2 separate regions of the Mus musculus genome follow, and region 2 is linked to region 1. A link is a contact called in public promoter capture Hi-C data. All regions are on one chromosome and are shown on one strand. The core of a region is the stretch at or near the end of the contact, and the rest is flanking DNA. Distances in the headings are between cores, read along the strand shown.

What was found. Promoter capture Hi-C pulls out the DNA fragments that hold promoters and counts their contacts.
Region 2: a promoter capture Hi-C map of embryonic stem cells shows a contact between it and region 1, with 4 times the contacts expected there. The contact joins the promoter of Chrna10 here to the enhancer-like site in region 1. A contact is called at or near these places in 18 of 39 promoter capture datasets (the 3T3-L1 cell line, the C10 cell line, the SN4741 cell line and 12 more), 4 of 115 datasets of contacts at active chromatin or transcription factors (the SCID.adh cell line, bone marrow-derived macrophages and embryonic stem cells) and 4 of 9 other capture datasets (adipose tissue, embryonic stem cells, liver and 1 more).

The regions. Positions count from the first base shown.
Region 1 is chr7:101,938,474-101,943,908 of GRCm38.p6, forward strand. It overlaps a transcript of Numa1 not described here. Among named protein-coding and RNA genes, the nearest start is that of Lrrc51, 20 kb to the left of the region's middle. Within about 2 kb of position 1,943, at least 10 of the 459 cell types and tissues checked have an H3K27ac peak or open chromatin away from gene starts, as enhancers often do. A contact at or near this core is called in embryonic stem cells, where this site is marked.
Region 2 is chr7:102,113,354-102,118,352 of GRCm38.p6, forward strand. Chrna10 (cholinergic receptor, nicotinic, alpha polypeptide 10) reads right to left here and starts at 3,360. Exons shown (of 5, transcript NM_001081424.1): 1 at 2,904-3,360; 2 at 1,616-1,761; 3 at 872-1,026; 4 at 1-266. The coding sequence starts at 2,964. It also overlaps a transcript of Art1 not described here.

The sequences.
Region 1 (5,435 bases), core at 693-3,192:
CAATAGCTACTTGGTTATTGGTGGATTCCTCCACAGGGTCAGGAACCAGTTTCCTGGCCTCTGTTTGGATTCTGTCCCTCTTCCGTGGTAAAGAGAACCTGCAAAAGCTGTTGGCAATTATCCCAAGTGGGCTGGTAGGTGAAGAGGACTGTCTCTAAGCGATTAATTAAATCTTGAGAGTTGTCTGAAAAGGAGAGTTCTGAGTCTTCCAGTTATACAGGTCACTAGTGATGAAGGAATTATAGGGATGAGGTTGGTTTCCTTGATCATCATTGACTGATTCTGCAGTGTCCAAGGACAAGATAACAGACTCAGGCTCCAGGAAGCTCCTGATGGCTTTGTGTTCCTGCATCAGGTCCCACCTTCCCTGCCTGCAGCAGGGCTGCCTGCCGCAGAGCTGCCTGTAGCAGCTGCTGTTCCCTCTGAGGGGTACAAGAAGGTAGAGGTAGAAAGATAATATTCTTCCTTGGAGGACCAGGTAGAGGGATGGTCCAGTGTCTCTTCCTTTGTATCCTTGGGCTTTTTGCTAGCCAAGGCAAAAACGTCTGCCTGTTGTCTAGGGAGAAAAAGTTTAAGCCAAGAGGGCCAGTCCTGTAGGAGGTCTTGCCAGACCACCATAAGGTATTTGGTCTGGGTGGCCAGGTTTGGGTCTAAAAATGACTTTCTTGGGGCTGGGGAGATGGCTCAGGCTCTTCCAGAGGCCCTGAGTTCAATTCCCAGCAACCACATGGTGGCTCACAACCATCTGTAATGGGGTCTGATGCCCTCTTCTGGTGTGTCTGAAGGGAGCAATGGTGATGTACTCATATAAATAAAATAAATAAATAAATCTTAAAAAAGATGACTTTCTTGATCCCTTGGACCATTCCCAGGTCAAAGTATCCCCCCCCCCCCCGCCCCTACTGGGGCCAGCCAGTGTTAAAGGTGGGTCATCCTGGCTTGAAAAATATGGTTAGTTTATCTTTCCCAATGGTGACAGAGATTGTGTCCCCTAGTTTTAACATCCTTAAAGTGGCTAAGAAACAATTTAGGTGGAGTTGAAGGTAATTGTCCCATGTTAGCATCTGTCAGAGTCAAAGTCACCCTGTAATGAGAAACTCAAGGGTAGACAATTAGTCCTGACAGTGAGGACAACAACCAAAACACAAGAAAAATGCTCTCTGTCAAGAGGGAATGAGAAATAACCAGAAGGTAGCACCCATGGCTCTCTGAGTCCAGCATCCAATCCTAGATTGAGACAGCAAAGTCTACTGATTGGGGTCTGGAATGTCTTCGAGCTCCGTTTGGTTCCAGTGCATCAGCTTCAGCTACCTCTGATCACAATTACAGATTCAAAACCAATTCTCAAGTCTGACAGATATGGCACCTCTCAGTTTACATACAAACAACAACACAGACTGCATCGCTGACACCCTAAACCAAAGTTACCTCATTGCTTCCTGGAACCAAAGTTCGAAGTGCTGTGCAGAGACCTGGAACAGAACAGAATTACACACTGACAGACATAGACCATAGTGCTGTGCAGACACCCGGAACCAAAGCTACCTGGATGCCACCTGGAACTAAAGTTACCACAGTGCTGTGCAGACACAAACAGAATTCTGTAGTGGTACACAAACCTGTGAACAGAAATTACCAGTATCGAGACCCTTTGGGTGGAGGCTTTCCTGGCCAACACTCCAAAATGTTGTGTCTGTTTTCAAGACCCCCAACCCATCAAGGAGCTGATTCTGATGCAATTGCACAAGGGTCTCTTTTATTCAAGCTCAGGCCTACTCACCTCTGACCCTGATGGAGCAGGATAGGCAGGTGAAACTGCTCCAGTCTTGGAGTCCTCGAAGAAAAAGGTTTTATCGGAAATGGCCAGTAAGCAGGGGGTTTATAGCCTGGCAAGCATCTAACTGAATGACTATTGTAAGCTGACAGGTGGGTGCTGAGACAATCAGACTAATCTTCATTGCCTATTGCTAGGAAGTATCTAGGGAGTAACTCTAGGGCATGGACCAGAAAGGTATTTGGGTGCAGCTTAGATTCAGCTACAGATTACGTTCTCAGGCTTGTTTCTTTTTTCTTTTTCTTTCTTTCTTTTTTTTTTTTCTTTTTTTCGAGACAGGGTTTGTCTGTGTAGCCCTGGCTGTCCTGGAACTCACTCTGTAGACCAGGCCGGCCTCGAACTCAGAAATTCACCTGCCTCTGCCTCCCAAGTGCTGGGATTAAAGGCGTGTGCCACCACTGCCCAGCGATGGTATTTGTTTTAATTTCAGCATAATATTATCCTTTTTTGGTGGGGGTGGAAGTATGAAACTGCCTCCTGAAAACATAATTTACCAACTTGATTTAATCCATATTTATATCTTTTTTTCCTTTTCTTTGTGTGTGGCTTAGTCTTTTGTTTCCAAAGTTCTGGGTTTGTCAAGTCTTACTACTCTCTCAAGTCTGTTATGGGGAGGGAGCTTTGCCGGTAAGGGAGGGAGTAGGGAGACTCTGCGCTGTGGATATCTTACCTGTGTCTGTGTATGGTGCGTATTCAGGTCAAGGGAAGCTTTCAGGCACACGAATAGGTATATGTGTTCTGTTCCTGTGTGGTACTTTTCTCCTTTAGAGGAAGAAGCACAAAGGACTCTTTTGTTGGTCCAAGTTCAAGCACATGATGACTAATTGTAAGGTCTGAATCTTAGTCTAAAGCCAGTCTTACTCTGTCAGAGTGAGATTTTACCTGATGGCTCACTAAGAAACATTTCCTTTTGGAAGATTTCTTTATCTATCTATCTATCTATCTATCTATCATCTATCTATTTATTTAATGTATGTGAGCACACAGCAGAAGAGGTCATTAGATCCCATTACAGATGGTTGTGAGCCACTATGTGGTTGTTGGGAATTGAACTCTGGAAGAACAGTCAGTGCTCTTACCTGCTGAGCCATCTCTCCAGCCCTGGAAGTTTATTTTTATTTGTGAGATTTGGAAGTGGGATGAATGCCTTGAACTAAGAACTGTAGAATTGTTGGGCTGCAGACACAGCCCTACCCCGATGCCTAAACAGAACTGAGCAAGGGCTGTTTTGATATTTGTGTGTAATTGATAAGAACAGATGGCCAGAAGGTTCTGAGGTCATTGATTTTTACCTATTATACACCAAGCTTATCAAGAAGTGTTCAGATTCAAAATGAGCATGTGCAAGAATGAAACCATTACCAAAGGCAGAAAAATCCATCTTAGTGTAGAACTGCCTTCTGTACCCCTATTTTCCTTTTTGCAGTGCTGGGGAACAAATATATTTTCTAGGCCTCTTCCACTGAAGCATACCTCTATTGTGCCTGTGTATATTTCCTGCTTGTTTTCTGGCCATCTCCCCTCCCCCCCACCCCCCACACACTTGGCTCTTTTCTTTTATGTTGAATAAATTCATGTTACTCCTTTAGATATTTCCTGCAGTTGGAGGTGAGGCTGGGTGTCTCCTAGTAGTAAACATTGTTTTGTTGAAAAATGTCTTTATTTCATCTTCAGTTTTGATTGTTAGCTGGATACTAGGCTTCTAAGTTATTTTCTCTCAACATATATGAAATGTGATTTAATTGAATTTTTGCTTTTGTTCGTCCCTTTTTTTGTGTCACTATGGAGGTCTGGCCAGCTTGGCATTTGCTATAGAGATGACCCAGAATCATAGCGATCCACTTGCTTGAGCCTCCTGAGCGGTGGAATTAAAGGCATGTTCAGCTTGGACTTTTTCTTTTTCTTTCTTTCTTTCTTTCTTTTTTTTTTTTTTTTTTTTTGAGAACTGTGCTCATGATTTTTACAGTTTCATTGTAGGAACCTATCTTCCTCTTTAAGATCCTCCTGGTTGTCATTTGTGTTACAATTTTCATTACATGGTGTTATTTTTTTTAAAATTATACACACACACACATGTGTAAGGGGCACATGTGTACCTCGGCATATGTGTGAAGGTCAACAGACAACTTTTTGGGTTTGGGTCTTTTTTTCCACCATGTGGGTCCCAGGGAATCAAATTCACACCTTCAGGTATGGCAGTAGTCTTACCTGATGAGCCATCAATAGCCCAATGGTGTAAATTTATTTATCCTGCTGGATGAAATTTCATCTTTCATTATTTTTAAAAAAGATTTTATTTTTATGGTGTGTGAACGTTTTTGTCAGCTCATTTGTGTTTGTGTGTGAGTGAGTGGATAAATGTGTGTGGGTACCCCAAGAAACCAGAAGGGGTGTTGGGTCCCTTGGATCCCTCCCTCCCTCCCTGTCTTAGTTAGGGTTTTACTGCTGTGAACAGACACCATGACCAAGGCAAGTCTTATAAAAAACAACATTTAATTGGGGCTGGCTTACAGGTTCAGAGGTTCAGTCCATTATCATCAAGGTGGGAGCATGGCAGTATCCAGGCAGGCATGGCACAGGAGGAGCTGAGAGTTCTATGTCTTCATCCAAAGGCTGCTAGTGGAAGACTGACTTCCAGGCAACTAGGGTGAGGATCTTATTTATACCCACACCCACAGTGACACACCCATTCCAACCAGGTCACACCTATTCCAACAAGGCCACACCTTCAGATGGTGCCACTCCCTGGTCCAAGGATATACAAACCATCACATTCCACTCCCTGGTCCCCATAGACTTGTTCAAAAACATGAGTCTATGGGGGCCATACTTAAACATAATGCAAAATGCATTTAGTCCAACTTTCAAAGTCCTCATAGTCTATAGCAGTCGCAACAATGTTAAAAGTCCAAGGTTCAAGGTCTCTTCTGAGATTCATTCAACTTAATTAACTGTAATCCCCAAAGCAAGGCAGGAAACCAGCTGGGCAAACTCCAAACTCTGCATCTCCATGGCTAATGTCAAAGTGGTCTTCAGATCTCCACTCCTTTTTCATCTTTGTTGACTGCAACAAACTGCTTTCTCCTGGGCTCGTTCCACTCCCTGTTAGCAGCTTTCCTCAGCATGTATCCCATGGCTCTGGCATCTTTAACATCTTTGAGTCTCCAAGGCAATTTCAATGTTACAGCTTCTTGTTTCAGTGTCTGGGATTCCACTTGATCTTTTGGACTCCTCCTAAGGGCTGGCATCACTTATCCATCTCTGCCCTCTGTAGCACTCTATGCTTAGATCTTATGCTTGATCCACTCCACTATGGCTGCTGATCTTGGTGATCATCCCATGGTACTGACATCTCTAATACACTGGGGTGTTCCACTCCAACTAGGCTTCACCAATAGCCTCTCATAGGCTCTCTTCATGGTGCCAAGCCTCAAATCCTTTGCATTACCCCTTTAGTCCTGGGCTATCAACTACAGCTGAGGCTTCACCTTCTCCAATGGCCTTCCCTGGCCTCTCACGGTGCTAAGCTCAGCTTCTCTCCATGATCCCTTCATTCCTTCACAAGCAGTACCACCTGAGTGACTCTTACACATTACCAAGT
Region 2 (4,999 bases), core at 2,110-4,609, 180 kb after region 1:
GCGCTGGCATGCCCAGCACACGCCATTCAACGTTCTCCACGAAGTCGGCCAGACTGGCGGAAGTGCCCCGAGGTCGCACATCCAGCTGGTGCCCGCCGTGCGTCCATGAGCCGAAGGTCAGGCCACAGCGCTGAGCGTCAAATGGGAAGGCAGAGACATCCACACGGCACGAGCTGCGTGTGATGGCCGGTGCGTCCCAGCGCACAGCGCCGTCGTGCCGCACAACCACGTTGGTGCTGGCCGAGGCAGGTGGCTGCGTGTCCGCCCTGTGGACAAGCAGGACAGGATTCACCCGGGCCCATGAACAGGGTGGATTTATTGTCACTAGTCGGGATTTAGTGGTCAGGGCAGCACAGTGGCGTGAACCTCATTAGTTTTTGAAGGTCTAGAGAAGGCAGAGTTTGAAGGCTTAGAAGGATCTGGGACCGGGAGCAGAGTTTAAGACTTCTACAAACCTGGAGCCTCACAGACCTAGGGAGTCATCTTGTAGAACTCATTAGATGAACCCAGAAAGATACACGATGCTGTGTGTTGGCTGGGAGATGCAAAGCACCTAAAGGTGGTATAAAGGAGTACCCCCAAGGACTAGGCTGTTGGCTGTTGAGATCTCAAGTGGCCCCAGAGCGTGGGAGGGTGGAGCTGCCACAGAGGAGCACATGGACAGGCTTGGATCACAGAGCAGGTTCCCTGCAGACATCAAGCTTGAGAAGGCCTGAAAGTGACATGGAGTGGTGAAGAGCTCCTCCGAGGGGCCCCTAAGGGACAAGTTTCTTAGATGACTAAGCAACTCTGTTAGGTGTTGGGAGAGGACTCGGTGCATGTCAAGGGCAAATGGGCAACTCTAAGGAAAACGGGGGCAGACAGGAAGTACTTGTTGTAAAGTACGATGTCTGGTCGCCACACTAGACTGCTGGGAATTCGAATTGCATCCAAGTCACCGTAGGCTTTGGGGTCCCAATGTAGGTAGGCGTCTGTCCACTCCTGCCGGATCCACAGGTACAAGGTCAGCACTTGGTTCCGTTCATCCTGGCAGGGGCAGACAATGGACATGTTTCTCTGCACTCATTGCCCTTTTCATGCATACTCCCTTAGAGAGCTCTCCCGTTAGTACACACAAACCCGGCTTGCTCAAACAGCCCAGTTCCCATCCAGACTTGAACTTGTGTGCCCTTGGTGGGGTTTTTAATCTCCAATTAATCCCACCAATAATTCCTGCTTGGGGAAGGTGGGGCGGGGGGAGAGCACTCAGTAAATACCAGAGTGTAAAATCTTGGGCCATCAACCGGTATGCAGGAGTTAATGACCACTGTCATTATTAATATATATATATATATATATATATGTATATATATATATATATACACATATATATATTACTTGGTTTTTTCGAGACAGGGTTTCTCTGTACAGCCCTGGCTGTCCTGGAACTCACTTTGTAGACCAGGCTGGCCTTGAACTCAGAAATCCGCCTGCCTCTGCCTCCCGAGTGCTGGGATTAAAGGCGTGCGCCACCACGCCCGGCATGTCATTATTAATATTAACACATAGGAAAAAGATCATTAGGAGATGGCCCTTCTTCCCTCGATTCACACATCCCACCACTACCATATCATACCATATCAATGATCTGAGACAACGTCACCTCCAGGGTCACATTTAGAGTCTGGTCTGTGTCTGCCACTGGTCTCAAGGCACTTGTATAGTTGGCAAACAGGTCACGAAACAGCTTGTGAGCCAGTCTACCCTCAGCTCCCAGGCACTCTAGAGGGTGAATGAGAATTTGACTGTCATCCAGCGGTCTCTGTTCACATCTATCACCCCCCAGCTAGAGCCTTGTCACCTGTTCCGTGGTCTCACACATTTTTGATGCTCTGTGCCATTTACTCATATGTCTTCAGAAGCCAGAGGAGAGGACTGGGTTTCTGGCTTTATCACTTTCTACCCTGTTCTCTTGAGACAGGGTCTCGCACTGAACTTGCAACTTGCCGTTTTTTTCAGCTAGTCTGGTTGGCCAGCAATCCCAGCAATCCTCCTGGCTCAGGTTCCTACAGCACTGTGGTTATAGGTGTTTGAGGCCACACCTGACCTTTTTTTTAAATTAGGGATTTTCTTCATTTACATTTCAAATGCTATCCCAAAAGTCCCCCATACCCTCCCCCCCCCACCCCTCCCACTTCTTGGCCCTGGCGTTCCCCTGTACTGAGGCATATAAAGTTTGCAAGACCAAGGGGCCTCTCTTCCCAATGATGGCCGACTAGGCCATCTTCTGCTACATATGCAGCTAGAGATACGAGCTCCGGGGGTACTGGTTAGTTCATATTGTTGGTATTAGCCCAGAAGCTTAGAATACCCAAGATACAAGATACAATTTGCAAAACACATGAAATTCAAGAAGAACGAAGACCAAAAAAGAGTGGACACTTTGCCCCTTCTTAGAATTGGGAACAAAACACCCATGGAAGGAGTTATGGAGACAAAGTTTGGAGCTGAGACGAAAGGATGGACCATCTAGAGACTGCCATTCCCGGGGATCCATCCCATAATCAGCCTCCAAAAGCTGATGCCATTGCATACGCCAGCAAGATTTTGCTGAACGGCCCCTGATATAGCTGTCTCTTGTGAGGCTATGCCGGTGCTTGGCAAACAGAAGTGGATGCTCACAGTCAGCTATTGGATGGAACACAGGGTCCCCAATGGAGGAGCAAGAGAAAGTACCCAAGGAGCTAAAGGGGTTTGCACACCTGACTTTTTACAGTTACTTCTCCCCCACTCCCATCTTCAGCACCCTCTCCTCCACATTCCCCAGATAGCTTGCTCTCAGCAGGCACTGAAGAGAAGGGTAGGGACTGGAGGCTTGTGGTGGACAGGAATAATGGCGGTGTCAGATAGACCTGGTTCATTACCTGCAGGGAGAAAGAGCAGGAGCAGAAACCCAGGACCCAGGTGGTGGCTCCTGGTCCCCATGTCGCTACCACAGCCAGAGGGTGGGCAGGTCTTGAGGAGATGTAAAGCAACAGGCCCTGCTGGCACGGATGAGGTGGACAGTACCTGGAAACCAGAGATTGCGGCTTTCCTTCTGGTCTCCTGTTTGCACCTGCCTGCAGTACTATACCTGGTCCTTGTACCTGCAGTTTCTCCTTTGCTCTTCACAGCCTCTCTGGCTCCATCTTCCGTCCCTTTCCATATGACTAGTGCCGTCTTTTACCTCTCTGTCTCAATTTGCTTTCTTCCTCTGTAATGGTCTTGGTTTCTGTTTTCTTTCCTCTCTCCCCCTTTCTTCTCCTCTTACAGCACCTCAAACCCCCCTTCAATCCATTCCCTGTACCTGGGCTCTGAGCAAGCCTGCTGCTCTCAGCAGAATAGGGCCAGGAACTCGTATCAGGGTTTGAGGCACTGGAGAGCACCCCTCTTCCACTGACTTCTTTTAGCTTAATTGCAGGGTTGGCATACTGGTGCCCATGGGAACAGAACAACTGAAACTGACACCTGAGGGTGCTGGGTCCTAAATTATTCAAATTGTGTAACTCAGAGTCCTGGGGGTTGGGAAGGTTTAGAGATGCCAGGATCTGAAAGTGCAAAACATTATGCTCTAAAGGTATATGGGGCTGAGGCCTGTGAATGAGAACTGTACCTGCCCCCCCCCCCCCCCAGCTCAGCTACATTCCTTGAATTCTAGAGGCTCCTTTTCCTCTCAGTAAGGGACTGGACACCTTAGACTCAGGGGTTTTGTCCAGCTAAGCTCTGCCGTCTTCATGGGAGTGAGCTGAGTCAGACCACTTCACATGGCTCTGTGAAGCATTTCCTCAGTTCTTGTCGTGTTTCCAGGCTGATACTCTACCCAGTGCCTAAATACTGCGGACGGGTGTGAGGGGCTGATCAGGGTTAGGGGGAAGGGTAGGGATTAGCAGATAAAGGGTCACAGTGAGGATTATTCGGTCAGAAGACTTACACTTTAGAATGACCACGGACTTCTGCCTCCACCTCCCAAATATTTGGATTATAATTATGTGCTCGGCTTCCAGTTTATGTGCTGCCTTTTTTTTTTTTTTTTTTGGTTTTTCGAGACAGGGTTTCTCTGTGTAGCCCTGGCTGTCCTGAACTCACTTTGTAGACCAGGCTGGCCTCGAACTCAGAATTTGCCTGCCTCTGCCTCCCAAGTACTGGGGATTAAAGGTGTGCGCCACCACCGCCCGGCATGTGCTGCCCTTTTAGTCCCAATTAGTCAAGGATCACCTTGCACCCCTGCCTCTCCTGCCTCCACTTCCCACGTGCTGAGATGCAGGCAGGCAGGCATCACCATGCTCAGCTTATGTAGTATTGGCTTCTGAACCTAGCTTCCTGCCTGCTAGGCAAGCAACAGTGAACTACAGCCCAGCCTTCCTTTTTTTTCCCTAACTTGTCCTAAGAGCAAGTATTCCAGTTGGGCATGGTGGCACACGCCTTTAATCCCAGCACTCGGGAGGCAGAGGCAGGTGGATTTCTGAGTTCGAGGCCAGCCTGGTCTACAGAGTGAGTTCCAGGATAGCCAGGGCTACACAGAGAAACCCTGTCTCAAAAACCAGCAAGTATTCCCCATACCAATAATCCTTAATGCCGCTAAAACCACGAGCTGGAGCACATTCTTTTTGAAACACCTTTGGCATAAGAAAGTCAAGAATTCTCTGGCAGAAGCCTGGCCATTCTGAGTCAGCGTGGAGGGAGGTTTGCAAACTAATCAACTCCTGACATCAGGGATTGAAGACTCAGACAAAGCAGACCCTCTCTGTTCTTTTATCCTCCAATTCTATGATGTTGCGGAAGTCTTTGGTTTAAACCTGGAATTTGCTCGATCCTCGGTTCAACAATTAGACACAAGTAGACTTGAATTCTCATTGGATACTCCAAGAGGCCTGTGTGAAGCAGCCAGTTGAGGAATCATCGCTACCTTAGAAAGCAGTGACTCCTGGTTTAAGAACCTCCAGTACAGAGCAGGCTTTGAATAGAAAAGTATATTCAGGGC